Linked DNA regions of Zea mays: region 1 is linked to region 2. The links are chromatin contacts, called in public Hi-C maps. All regions are on one chromosome and are shown on one strand. Each heading gives the region's core, a stretch centred on a gene start, on an enhancer-like site or on the middle of the called end of the contact. The rest is flanking DNA. Distances are from core to core; before and after follow the strand shown.

What was found. Hi-C and Micro-C count contacts between places; a contact is called where the count stands out from the background.
Region 1: a Hi-C map of ear shows a contact between it and region 2, with 2.1 times the contacts expected there. The contact joins the promoter of LOC103630640 here to the promoter of LOC100280280 in region 2. A contact is called at or near these places in 6 of 25 Hi-C or Micro-C datasets (bundle sheath, ear, leaf and 1 more).

What each region holds. Positions count from the first base shown.
Region 1 is chr6:171,695,076-171,702,293 of Zm-B73-REFERENCE-NAM-5.0, reverse strand. It overlaps LOC103630640 (receptor-like protein kinase HSL1), which reads right to left and starts at 4,520. Exons shown (of 2, transcript XM_008651688.3): 1 at 1,324-4,520; 2 at 532-1,232. The coding sequence starts at 4,123. The coding sequence ends at 778. LOC100170246 (hexokinase 2) reads left to right here. Exons shown (of 9, transcript NM_001130127.1): 9 at 1-186. The coding sequence ends at 186. It also overlaps the pseudogene LOC103631609.
Region 2 is chr6:171,521,560-171,528,409 of Zm-B73-REFERENCE-NAM-5.0, reverse strand. It overlaps LOC100280280, which reads left to right and starts at 3,707. Exons shown (of 13, transcript NM_001153208.1): 1 at 3,707-3,798; 2 at 4,173-4,394; 3 at 4,494-4,790; 4 at 4,868-5,035; 5 at 5,131-5,298; 6 at 5,394-5,474; 7 at 5,877-5,943; 8 at 6,036-6,133; 9 at 6,376-6,448; 10 at 6,536-6,606; 11 at 6,697-6,746. The coding sequence starts at 3,760. LOC100194088 reads left to right here. Exons shown (of 14, transcript NM_001359391.1): 11 at 983-1,054; 12 at 1,140-1,193; 13 at 1,271-1,412; 14 at 1,576-1,953. The coding sequence ends at 1,622.

The DNA.
Region 1 (7,218 bases), core at 3,271-5,770, 170 kb before region 2:
ATTGCCTTGGATGGTGGGCTCTATGAGCATTACAAGAAGTTCAGCAGCTGCGTCGAAGCAACTCTTACAGACTTGCTCGGCGAAGAGGCCTCTTCCTCCGTGGTTGCCAAGCTGGCCAACGATGGCTCTGGCATTGGAGCTGCTCTCCTTGCAGCCTCACACTCCCAGTATGGCGAGAGTGACTAGTCTTGAAAACTGGTGTGGATCGAACTTCGAGTGTAGCTCTCATTTTTATCTTTTTTTCCCTTCAAAACATCCCTAATATTCTGGCTCTCCTCGGGGAATTTTTCGGCTTCCTTTCTTGGCTATTCTGTGGATGCACTTAAGGCTCTGCAGCGGGATATAGCTAGTATAGAGCCAATCAGTTTGGAGGTTATCTAATGGCATAAGGTTTGGACGGCAGGAACATAGAAATGGAAGCTGAACAATGCCATTCATGTTCTGCCCAGTTTTTCTTCTCCTTGTATGGTGTTGTAAACCAATCAAAACTTTTAACCTTTTTGTGTTGGCAATAAAGAGGAGGCACGATAATTTGACCATGTGTTCTCTTCACTGCTTCGTCAAATATATGATTGGATTTAGTTTTATAGTTTCGCTGTTACAGTACATAAAAACCTATATTACGGGGTGGCACTGTCCATCAGTGTTGTTGTAATGAGCTGTGATGACTATCCTTTGCTCTGGCAAAGAGCGTGCACAAGCACATGGCGTCCTATATGCTAGGTTCTGGCCTCAGGTGGTCAGGGTTCCCATAGCCATTGCTCATTCTGCTTTTCTTCAGACATTGCAGTCGAAACCGCCCTTCCCATCGTCGTCGATCACTTCGGCATCGGAGAGTTGTTTCCGGCGGCTACCTCCATGCACCTGCAGCAGCGGAGCGGCGTCGTAGTCGGCGACCTTCTCGTCGAAGGTCCTCTGGTGCGCCTGCTCGCACCGCTGCAGTATCTGAAGCACACCCTTCATCGTCGGCCGCGAGGACGGCTGGCGACCGGTGCATATAATGCCGAGCTTGAAGACGGCCTCGACTTGGTCACCGTAACCGGCGTCCGCGATGGACTTGTCTGCGGCCTCGGCGATGCTTTTACCGGACTGCAGGTGCCGCCACGCCCAGTCGGCCAGGGAGCCGTGCTCACCGCCGTCGTTGGCTAATCTACCGGTGGTCAGCTCCAAGAGAACGACCCCGAAGCTGTACACGTCGACCTTCTCGTTCACCTTCCTCGTGTACACGGACTCTGCGCAAAGGAACGTGACGATCAGAAAACGTAAGCTGACGTGTCACTGGAACTGGCGTTCAGGATCCCGGCAGAAAGACGAGACACGTACCGGGAGCCATGTAGCCGAACGATCCGGCGACGGCGGTCATCGTGTCGGTCGTGCCGGCCTGGACCAACATCCGGGCGAGCCCGAAATCGGCGACCTTGGCATTGAGCTCCGAGTCGAGCAAGATGTTGCTGGACTTGACGTCGCGGTGCACGATGGGCGGCGAGCACTCATGATGCATGTAGTACAGCCCGCGCGCGGCGCCGACGGCCACCTTGACCCTCGTCGGCCAGTCCAGCGGCTCACGCCGGACCGACGGGGCCCTGACCATGGCAGTCCCGGTCCCGGCCAGCCTGCTGTGGCCGTGCAGCCACTGGTCCAGGCTGCCGTTGCCCATGAACTCGTAGACGAGTAGCTTGGTCTCCGCGCGGGAGAGGCAGCAGAGGAGCTTCACGATGTTGCTGTGCCGGATGTGGCCGAGGATGTCCACCTCCGACGCGAACTCGCGCTCCAGCTTCTTGTCCAGACTCCCGCCGGCCCAGATGCGCTTCACGGCCACGGTGCCCGCCGCTTCGCCGCTGCTCCGGCTGGTGTACGTGACGCGGTACACGCGCCCCGAGCCGCCCTTGCCGATGAGGTTCTCGTCGGCGAGCCCGCGCAGCACGGAGGCCTCGCCGAAGTCCACGGGCTGGAAAGCGGTGAGCTTCCAGGGCTCCTCAGCCAGCGCGAGCCGCCGCTTCCGCCTCCTGATGTCGCGGACGACGAAGACGGCGAGCGCCGCGATGAGGACGACGAGCGCGGCGCCCGCGGCGAGGAGGCCCGCACGGAGACGCGGCGAGACATGGTCGGTTGACGGGGCCGCGCACGAGCGCATGCCCGACACCGGCGGGGCGGTGCAGAGGCCTGGATTGCCCATGAAGCTTTGGTCGTAGGTACGGGCGAGCGCATCGGGAACCTCGCCGGTGAGCTGGTTGGAGGACAGATTAAGCTGGTTGACCCTCAGCGTTCCCAGCGCCGGCGGTATGGCGCCGGAAAGCTGGTTTGACGAAAGGTCCAGCAGGGTGAGCTCCGGCATCGAGCCTAACCCCGCCGGTATGCCGCCGGTGAGCTGGTTATGGCTTAAGTTCATCTGCGACATGCCACTGAGCGACGCAATGCTCTGTGGGATTGCCCCAGACAGCTGGTTCGCCGACAGGTCCAGCTCCTGCAGAAGGGGCATCGCAGCGGTGAACCCCGGTGGTATGTCGCCGGAGAACAAGTTGTTGCTGGCGTGGAACCGCTTGAGATTAGTAGCCGATGCAGGAATCGGTCCGGTGAACTGGTTGTTGTCGATGCTAAGCCTCGACAGGTTCCAGTACAGCTTCTCCGGCAGGCTCCCGCCCAACCGTCCATTGTTCTCCAACGACACGGTCAGAAGCTTCGGCACCGTCCATAGAGCGGCCGGCACCTCGCCGGACAGCTGGTTACCTCCGAGGAACAACCATATGAGACTCGAGCAGTTGGCAAGACCGGTCGGTATTGAGCCGTTCAAGCGGTTACCGGGGGCGGTGAGCACCCACAGCTGGTTGTGCTCACAGATCCCCGCCGGTATTGGCCCGGAAAAGTTGTTGTCGTCGATCTGGATATCTCTCAGCACCGGCGTCTCCTTTCCGAGCCCCGGCGGGAGCTCTCCGCTGAGGCTGTTGCTCCACAGCCACAAGTATACCAAGGACGGTAGCTGGGCTATGCTTGCCGGTATCTCGCCGACGAGATTGTTGTCGTGCAAAATGAGGAGCCTTAGCTTCGTCAAGCTTCCGAAGCTTCCTGGGATGGTCCCAGTCAGCATGTTCTCGGACAGGTCAACCTCTACCAAACCTGCCGCTCCTATCGTCCCGTTGTTGATGACGATGTCGCCGGAGAGGTTGTTGGTGTACAGGTACAGATTCGTCAGCTTCTGGAGGTTCCATATCCCGGACGGTATGTTTCCGGTGAGTCCATTCATGGACAGGTCGAGCCACTCCATCTCCGCCAGCTCCGCGACATAGCTCGGGATCTCGCCGGTGAGGTTGCACTTGGCCAGCCAGACGGTCGTTAGCTTGGTCAAGTTCTTGAACGACTCCGGCAGCGTGCCGGCACTGAAGGGAGTCCTCTCGAGCTTGAGCGTCCGAAGGTTAACCAGCTGGCCGAGCTCCGGCGGGATGGTGCCGGTGAGCTGGCTTCCGCCGAGAGCGAGGTACGTGAGGTTGGTGAGCCTGGACACCGCCGCCGGTATCGCGCCGGTGAAGTTGTTGTGGTCCAGGGCGAGGTAGGTCAGGTTGGCGCCGAGCCGGTCGATGTCGGCCGGGAGGTCCCCGGCGAGCTGGTTGTGGGAGAGGTCGAGGCGCGCGATGGCGGCGCAGTTGTAGAGGGACGCAGGGAAGCCGCCGCCGACGCTGGTGTTGGACAGGTCGAGCACCGTGAGGGCCGTGAGCCCGCCGATGGCGTCGGGGATGGTGCGGCCGGCCAGCGTGACGTTGGTGAGGTTGAGCGAGCTGACCCGCCCGGCCCCGTCGCAGAGCACGTAGGCCCAGCTGCACTGCGCGAGCGGCGCCGCCGCGGTCGCGTTGCTCCACGACGCGAGCGGCGCCGGGTCGCCCCACGCGCTCTTGATCTGCAGCAGCAGCCGCGCCTCGGCGTCCTGCGCCGCGGCCTGGCGCGGGAGGCACGCCAGCAGCAGGGCGAGCCAGACGCAGGCGCACAGCAGGGGCTGGACGCGTAGAACGGTTGTTGGCGACGTGCGTGGCTTTTCGGGGTGGCTCCGGCTCCGCGTGATTTTTTCCGCCGACGGCCGGCGCGGGGGCGCGCGCGTGCCGTTTACTCGGCGGGCGCGGTGGTGGCCTGCCATCGCGGACCGCGTGGTGTGAACTGTGAACCCTGGAGCGTGCGCGGGGACACACTTATATGTACTGGTCAGTGGGAACGTGACTTGGGACGGTGACGCCCAGCCTTTTGCATTGTCCCGTTAATTATTGGCTCGTTTTCTGCTGGGTGATGGTTGCTTGGAAGCTTCAGAGACTCAAGAGTCGCTGGTGTCATTGGCTAGTGGCGGTTGCACGTTGTTTTAGACAGGTCAAAATTTTGGCTCAGTTTGAAAGGAATATGTTTGTTATGCTATCTGTAGAGCTAATTCTTGTAGCCTATCTATAGAGCATTGATCAGAAGCATGCTGTTTATGTGCTCAAATATTTGTATCGTGGTTATGCTGGCGTAAACTATTTACGTATTCGAGGAAAAAAAAATAGAAGAGAGTATATGTTTGAGTTGGAGTTGTTTGATGTGACTGCTAAACTGCGGGCGAAACGTGCAGCTACGTACGTGGCTTAATTAGTGGCAAGGACCGAGTATTTTATCGTTACATAATCTCCGTTGATTTTGTGGCCATCTCGAAGACAGTAAGCGCAGTACATGATCTGTTTTTCTTTCTTTCTCTTTTCTAGTCTGGACGAAACACGACCAAACTATTTATTATTCCTATGCAGCGATCAGCGGACAGAGCGAGGGAGGAGGGAGGCAGCTACTAGCCGCGGCACAAACAGCCGCCTGGTAATAACTAATAAGTAAGTAGGCAGGCCAGCCATGTCAGCGACACCACCTACCTGATCGGTCCCACCGGCCGAACGGAAAAGGAATGCTTCACGCTTTGACTGTGAGCGGTCCCACCGGTCAGTACTCAAGTCGTGAGCAGAAGGATACTCCACGCACACGTGTGCGCGGCCTGGATCTGGATGGGCACGCCGGGAAGCGAACATGCGCTACGGCTCGCACTTACTACTTGAAGATTGAGGAAAGACGGAACACAAAACGTCTTCTGGAGTAGCGGAAGCGTAGGACAGCGAGACATGGAAAACGCGGCGACGAAACAGTATTCCACGCCAAGTCGCGGCTGCTTCTAGAAAGTTTAGCAAATAAATAAAACCATTGGATTAATTAATCTAGCCCATTGACTGATCTCACGCTGTGACGGACTGGGACTGCCAACTAAACAGCTGCCTGCCTCCACATATCGCAGAGGTGGGGTGAGCTGGTGCGGAGAAAAGTAAAAGTCTCTGTGGCCAGCTCGCCTTTGCTGACCATGGCAAAGAGAGACTGGAGAGCGCCGTGCGTGGGCCGCCTTGTCTTCTCAAAGCTGCACCTGCACTACTACTAGCTGCCCGAGCCCCGAGGCCCGAGGGAACAGTAAGTCGCACCAGCGCCCACTGCTTAGCAGTTTAGCACGCCACCAACCAATCGTCTCGGTGGGTGTCTGTCATGTTATCCACCGATCAACTGAACTTGAGATTAGAATTGCCTGTTGTCTCCGATCATACACTATCATTCAAACGTTTGAGTGGGGGGCAAAAACAAAAAAAAAGGTTCGGTCGTTCAAACATGTCACTGTCTTCGGTGCAGCACTTGTGAACGACGGTGCGTTTTTTCAGTGCCATGCCAATTCAAACGTTCCTCGTTCTTTTGCTTTTTATATCTACTACTAGGTGGGTGCTCGTGCGTTGCAACGGAAACATATCGTCAGTATAGGGAACGTGTCTCTTACCAATATGTTATCAAAGGTCTCGACGATCATGAGCTCTGCCGCTGCCCCCAGGCAGCAGCCGCCGCCAGCATCAGGCGGCCCCAGCAACGTCCAGCGCGCTGGTCGCAGCCTCTGCTTCGTCGGGAGCCATGATGCTTCGCCGATACTCTCCAAATACCCAGCCTCCTTGCCGGGCAGCGACACTGGGGGCATGGCAGCCCCGCAGCCAATGGTACGCTGTACGGCGTGGTAGACGGGCTGCTCTCCCAAGAGCGCAGCAGCCTGCTGCCCCACGTAAATGGACAAACAAAAAAAATTTTGCTACAAACTTATAATCAGCTAGACAACAAAAAAACAATGTAAATGATATATAAAGTTGTTATTATGAGTAAGTTAGAAAGCGCTACAACAATACGACAACCCCATGAGGCTATGATGCACAATGACAGAGATTCAATATGCATAAAACTCCCAAGTGAATAACACCTGTGATGAATATGCTACTGACGCTAGAACTGTCAATACTCCCTCGTGTACCATTTGCTTGCCATTCTAGAATATGAACATGAGCTGTTAGCATTGTTTACTAATCATGATAACAAATATATTTGAAGTAACCTGAAACCTAATTCAACACAAGTAATTGCGTACCTGAAGAAGAACAAGTAATTTATTCACGATTTCATCCAGTTACATGTGTAGACTACCAAATAGGTACATGTGTAGATTATAATCTAGAATGTATAATTTAAATTATAATCCAGATTATATAATCTATAAGCTGAAACAAAGAGGCTCTAAGTACCAAACCAGTTTTCAGGTTGCTTCACACAAGGATTCTACAAGATTAATTATGCAGAGCAGGGAGTTAAAGCGAGCGTCTTTCGAGTCGACAAACCTCTACATTTCATCTAACAACAGACGATGAGCTCCTATGCAAAATGCGCCGAGAACAACGTAGAAGAAAAAAGGGAAGAGAAAACAAGCAAAACCAAATCACAGGTACCCTTCGCTGAATCACATCACTTGTTGTATACACTACGGACCAGAGCAGAGGCCTGAGTGCCTGACCTTGGCTTTCGGCTCTACTGGACTTGCCACTCCACACAATCATCCAAGCCGAGACTGCTAGGGCAGTCGAGCAAAGCGTTCTGCTGCCGCTCGTACCGGCAGATGTAGTTCAGGCCGACGAGCAGCTCGCAGACCGTCGCCTCCGTCTTCTCCCGGTCGGTGAAGTACAACGTCTGCAGCAGCAGCACGCTCCGCTCCGACACGACCCGCTGCTGCTGCTGCTGCTCGAACTCGAAGCTCCGCTCGGCCTGCCACCGGACCGTGTTGTGGGCCATGGGGGCGAGCCACGCCAGCGTCATCTTCTGGAGTGTCTCCCGCCAGTCGTGCGCCAGGAACGTGTCGTAGATCGCCGTGCTCCT
Region 2 (6,850 bases), core at 2,458-4,957:
ATTCGAGCAAGGTGCCAGCGCCATCACCTTCAATCCATCATACAAGTACTTTAATAAATTGATAGAAAAAACAAAGAACACTCTTTTCCGCAGTACCCATTACCATACACGTCTTGGGACTTGGGCGAAGTAGAAGCTTGTTACCTGCTCTCGGCTTGGCAATGGCTGAACGACAGCTCCTTGTTGCAGTATTGTTGACTCTTTCTGGCCGTCGTCCGCTCGTGATGTGGAAGCTGGAAGACAAAACGATGCGGCTGCCGCAACCCTTGATCTAGAAGGAATAGCGCACGATTGCAGTCTAGACTAGGCGGCGGCGCCGCGGACGAGTGTGCTGGGCTATAAACTCTATGGGTCGGCCAGCTGTCTGTTGGTTTTTGGGCTTTTGAGATGATGTCCTTGTATAAATTGGGCTGCTGTCGTCTACTATAAGATTTAGTTTTATATATGGACCAAGCCAAAAGTCATTGGTGTCCAGGGACAGCATGCCTTCTACATGGATCCGCCCCTGGTTGCAGTAGTTTTCAAAATAACTTGTTTGACTAACATGAAAAACTGGATTCGGCATGGTTTTTGAGGCGCCATCTAGGCTTTCATGTGTGCTCCCAATGTCTTGACTCTTGAGTCCCGACGACATAAGGCATCACAAGGCCCTAGCTATGGGCTTACGTTGTCACCTAGGAAGTGAAGTGCCTATGTGTCTAGACATGCCCCAGTGTCATAGGATGCCAGTATGCGACCACCTCAAAGGACCATGTGTTTCTGTCAGTTACTATGGCTATGTTTTGATAAGTGTATATAGTTATATTATATACTTGTATAGATAAAATTTGGTGTTTTACATTATTTGGGTAGATTTATTGCATTGGCCTTGGTTCACCCAACTCACTCTGTCGATGCTATATGTATTTGTTTTTCTGTTGTGATTTGTTTTTCTGTTGTGATTACATATGTACTTGCCTAATGAATAACTGTTTCTACCTAGGCAAATACTTTATTTAAGAGGATATGTTTGAAATTGGATGCGCTATCGCATTTCCACTTTGCTCCAAAGCCAGTAAGGATAACTTCAAAATTCATATTTCCAATCTCTTTTGCTAAGTACTTTCGCCGTATGGAATTAAATATTATTGTCTTTTCAGGTCATTGAGGATATGTCTGTGCAAGCAAATGTGCCTGCTTTAGCCATGGAAGAGGTACAAAAATTGTTCACTTTTCCCTGTGATGTTGCTCTATCAGAGTGTTTTTTGTTGTGATGATCTCTGTCTCTCAGATTGCACCTGTAGCTGTTTCGGATGCTGCAATGCTTGCCCCTGAAGAGATATTTGAAGGAAAAGGTGATGTTAAGGAAGAGGGGGAACTTACACAGGCTGAGCGCAAGAGAAGAAGAGCTAACAAGAAAAGGAGATATGCAGGTAATTTTTATCTTGGCCCTTGAACGTAAACGAGGATGCCTTTCCGCTGTCAATCTCATGCACCCTGGCTTTTAGCAAGGATGTCCAAAATTAGATGAATGCTCTTTACTTAGCTGTGTTCAAGATGGACAATCAATGATTTTGATCTTTTTCCCTAATGCAGCATCCCATAAGGAGAGGACAGCGCCAGCCAAGTTGCAGAAAGATTAAACTCAATGTTTTTTTCTCACTAGTTTCTAAATGGTACAAGAGCGATAAACTGGCAATACATATTTTCCAAATTTTGTATTGTACCCTCTGCTAGTAGCTTTTACATGAACAGTAAAATGTGACCATTTATATTTCTACAGAAGCACACAAGTTCGAGAGTTTTGATTTGCTGAAGTGCAATTTTGAGAGTGCAAAAAAAGACTTGTCTGTTGAACCCTAGGTATCGGTAGAAACATCATCCTACGACCTAACCGACCTAACCGATGGTTATGGTTATGAGTATAATTTTCTTTCCAGCTATTGCAATTGAAGTCGGTCATATTCAATCTAATTTATTTCTGCACCAGTTTACCTTTTTTTTACTTTAAATCCCTTCAATTCCCCCTAACCTTCTTGGTGCCTGTCTGTCTCGCCTTCTGAGCCGGTCTTATGGCCTCATGTCCGCCACTAACAAACAAGGTGTTGCTTAGTGAAAATAACATTTTACCATGCTATTTGCCTTTTGCGTTTAAAAGGTGGATAAGATATATAGTGACCAAGGTTCATCAAACTGAACAGTTCATCCGGCTTACCGGCCCGCTAATTGGTAATCGGTGCCTACCGGTAATACCGATACACCAGTTTTTGATTTAAAATTTGGAAAAACTTATAAATTTTGAAAACTTTTTATGCCAACTTTTGTATAGATACTATGAATTATTCATGAAAGTTACTTTACATGCAATACACCACTTATAAGTTGTCGTCTAGAAGTTCAGAATTTTTAAAAATAACTCATCCTTTCTATATTGTACAAGCGATGTTTTATGCGCTAGCCGAAACAAATACTAATTTGAACTGCATGCACCCCCAATAAAAATCTAAAAACTATATAACATTTTTTGAGCTCATATGACCCATTTATTTTTTTTTTGTCATGAAGACAAATAAAAAAATCAATTGATTTGCATGAATAATTTCACCTTCTATTGTATCTTCGATGTTATTTGTGAACTGTGAAATCGTGACATGAAAATATTTGAACAATGAAACTGTACCATGTAATACATTTGAACCTTTAAATATTGTTATTGGGCTTGTGATCACATTTATGCATTTTTTGTTTAAATTTTATGACATCAATGTGCTTTAGGGTGTGTTTGGTTTGACTTTTGGCTTTGGCTTTTGCCCCCTAAAAGCCAAAAGCCAACCAAAAGGCTGGATCCAGGAAGCAGCTTTTTCTAAAAGCCGACTTTCTTGTAGTGCAAATCTGAAAGCACCCCTGGACCTGCTTTTAGTGACTTTTCGGATGGAACTGTGAAAACATATATCGAAGAATTTTTAACGACTTTTAGTGGTTTCCACCGAACGGTTTTTAGCTTTTTAACATCTTACAGCCTACAACAGCTTTTTCCACAACTCACAGCCCACAACAACTTTTTTCACAGCCACAACCCAACCAAACAGACCCTTATTTGGCAAAAAAAAAGAGATTTGGTTTCTAACGTACCGCTGTCGGTTTATCAAATTAGTGACCGATTAATCGGTTGTATGGACCGATAAACTGTTCTAGAATTGGTCAAAATTAAAAACTGGTTTGTACTGGTTTATCATGGTTAATCGCAATAAATCGGTTATCGGCGCTGGCCGGTTTTTGACTCCCAACCGGTTTGTAAAACCCTGGTTTTGACTGCTCCGCTTCATATTTTTCAATTCCGCTTCATATTTTTTTCATCCAAACTAAAATGGCTTGCTTAGCTGGCCCAAGCTAGTGAGGCGAGGTGACGCATGTCGGACGAAACAACCAAAGAGATGCCCTAAAGCTATGACTAGTAGACAGTAGATCGTATATGATAGTATAAAATTCGAAATAAGCTATGACTAGTAAACCTTGTATTGTGCGATGCGATCGGAAACAAATGGGCCCGTGGTCCAGAAATGAAGCCTAAAGCGATGGAATCAACTTTCACTTAAGCCCACGGCTGATCCTCAAAAGGGAAAGAAAAACTTTAGGCCCACGGACCCAGCGGCCCAACGTGAGAGGCGGAACTCTTGGCCTTTTTCTCTCCACCCCAAAGCTTGTGCACGCGCGCACCGTCCCTCACCGCCGGCCTCTGCTCCTCTTCCGCCGCCGCAGGATCTCGTATCGCCGGAGACCATGTACCGCGCCGCCGGGAGCCACCTCCGCTCCCTCAAGGTTCCGCCCTCCTATTCTCCCCTGCCTTCCCCTTCCCCGTTGCATGCACGTCTCGATCCACTCGGGTATGATTGCACTTAGGTTAGATCCGAACGGGTCGCCTGAGTGTCGTTCTCATGTGGCGATGAATCAGAAGCTGGGTTCTTTACTCCTATTTCCTTGTAGGCACTAGGGAGTAGGGACACAGATGAAACGAATCCCATAAGAAAGAAATTCGGCAGGCAGCTTTGGTTGTTGTCCATTCTCAAATTTGTCTTGCAGTGTTAGATTTCACATACCCTTTGAGTTGTGTTTCCCACTTATTTGATGCTAATTGTTGACGCATTCTCTAGCCTGAAAGACATATTCCATTCTTGTATTGTTTTCATTTTCAGCATCATGGTGCTTCTAGGCTTGCCAGTACAAGTGTTGCGAAGCAGTCCTCAGGTGGTCTGTTCAGCTGGCTTCTTGGTGGAAAATCAAGCGAACTCCCTCCCCTTGATGTTCCACTCCCAGGCATTAGCATTCCCTCACCTCTACCAGATTTTGTAGAGCCATCTAAGACAAAAGTCACTACTCTTCCAAATGGCGTCAAGATCGCCTCGGAGACATCATCGGTACTGCCCTGCTCTCACATATGTTGAAGTTCTGGTTTTGTTTTGTTTTGTTTCCGTTCTTTTCCATGACATCAATGTTTTCTTATGGACTTAACTCAGAGCCCAGCAGCATCTGTGGGTCTGTACATTGACTGTGGTTCCATTTACGAAACACCTGCTTCATCTGGAGTATCACATCTGTTGGAGAGAATGGCCTTCAAGAGCACAGTGAATCGGACTCACTTACGGTTAGTTCGTGAGGTAGAAGCCATTGGAGGAAATGTCTCTGCATCAGCTTCCCGTGAACAAATGAGCTATACCTATGATGCATTGAAGAGCTATACACCAGAAATGGTTGAAGTTCTCATTGACAGTGTGAGGAATCCAGCATTCCTCGATTGGGAGGTCAAAGAGCAGGTACTTTATCACTGAAAATAAATTGAAGTTCTTTTTTTCATCCTTTTATGTACTAATGGCGTTCTTCGTTTCTACAGCTCCAGAACATAAAATCTGAAATAGCTGATGCGTCTGCTAATCCTCAAGGTCTACTTCTGGAGGCCCTTCATTCGGTTGGATATTCCGGGGCACTGGCAAAACCTTTGATGGCTTCAGAATCTGCTGTAAACCGGTTGGATGTTAGCAGCTTGGAGGAATTTGTTGCTGTAAGATTCAGTGATTTATTTCCCAAGTCAATGCTCAGTCATGAAAGCGTCTCTGTGACTTTTTTGTTTGTTATGATAAATTATGATAAATGTAGGAACATTACACTGCTCCCAGGATGGTTCTTGCAGCATCAGGAGTTGATCATGATGCGCTGATTTCAGTTGTAGAACCACTTCTGTCTGACCTTCCGTGCGTGAAACGTCCTGAAGAGCCAAAATCTGTGTACGTGGGAGGAGACTATCGCTGCCAAGCAGATTCTCCAGTGAGTTGTTGGCATTGCATTATTAATTTATTATTCTTGAGGGGTTATGAATGATTTACTTCAATTATGCTTAAAATTGGATTCATTGGAAACAGAACACACACATCGCACTTGCTTTTGAGGTGCCAGGTGGTTGGAATCAAGAGAAAACTGCAATGGTTGTGACAGTGCTTCAGGTATGCCTTACAACTGTTTAAATGATCTAACTATTTATGGATACTTGAGGCCATTTGTTCTATATTAGAATTGCTGATGCTTTCTTTTTTGGAACTTATCTTTGCATGTTATCTCATGTGCTCGCCGGGTTCGATTCCTGGCTGGGAGCCTGGGATGAACTCATGTGCCTCACCAGGGATTTCCCCCCTGAGGGAACCATGTGGGTGTGTGACAGTGTGAGTAGTGTGCGTGCATGTGTGCCCGGTAGACATGTCCTGAGATTTCTCAGGCAGTCTCATCTGTACTTGAGCGTGCGGTGTATGCCATTTCTTCTAGCGGTGTTAAAAAACAATCACATGTGCTGTTGCATATGCTAATCTAATAGTGCTTCAAAGGTATGTTGATCAATTTGTTGTCTGTAGATGCTCATGGGAGGAGGAGGGTCCTTCTCTGCTGGTGGGCCTGGAAAGGGAATGCATTCTCGATTGTGTATGGCTGTTTATAAATCATTACTGTCATAGAGTTATGCAAACAAACTTATGTGATGAATCCTAACACGACCTTTGATCCTATATCTACAGATCTCCGTGTCTTGACCAACTTCCAACAGATTGAATCATTCTCTGCTTTCAATAGCGTCTATAACAATTCGGGCCTTTTTGGAATTTATGCAGTCACTGTAAGCTTCTCTCCTGGAGCATCCTTTTTATTAAAACCTCATGCCTTTTCAGGGCACGTCCGTGTTTCACGTCATTTAGCATAGCTCCGGACCCTGACGCGTGTTCATGGCTGCTCAATTTTTATCTGTTCTTTTGCGCGTTTCAAAGCGGGCCGTTCGTCTCTAGTAATCTAAATTGTGTACGCCCTTGTGTTCAAACAATTAATGCAGCTGACTGTTTTTTTAATGTTATCATTCAACAGAGCCCAGACTTTTCATCGAAGGCTGTGGATTTGGCAGCAGGGGAACTCCTGGAGATTGCGACACCTGGAAAAGGTTTCTTTCTTGCCAGTTTCCTGTTTCTATTCTGGGTTGATCATTATCAGTCACAGTCCTTTGTCCTCCATGTTTTACCTCCTGTAGTTACACAAGAACAACTTGATCGTGCTAAAGAGGCAACCAAATCTGCAGTTCTGATGAACTTGGAATCAAGGGTACACTGTTCTTGCTCCTGATCAAATCCTAACTGTATGACCCGTTTTCCTAAAGTGTTCTTTACAGTACACACTTTTCCTCTTCTGCAGTCTATAGCATCTGAAGATATTGGAAGACAGGTTCTTACTTATGGGGAAAGGTACGAGAGTATTGCTGTGCTAGTACATAAATTAGGTCTATTTTCTGCTACATTTATGCACCGTATCCTTGCAAAAATATCAATATAGTCATGCTGGAAGATTT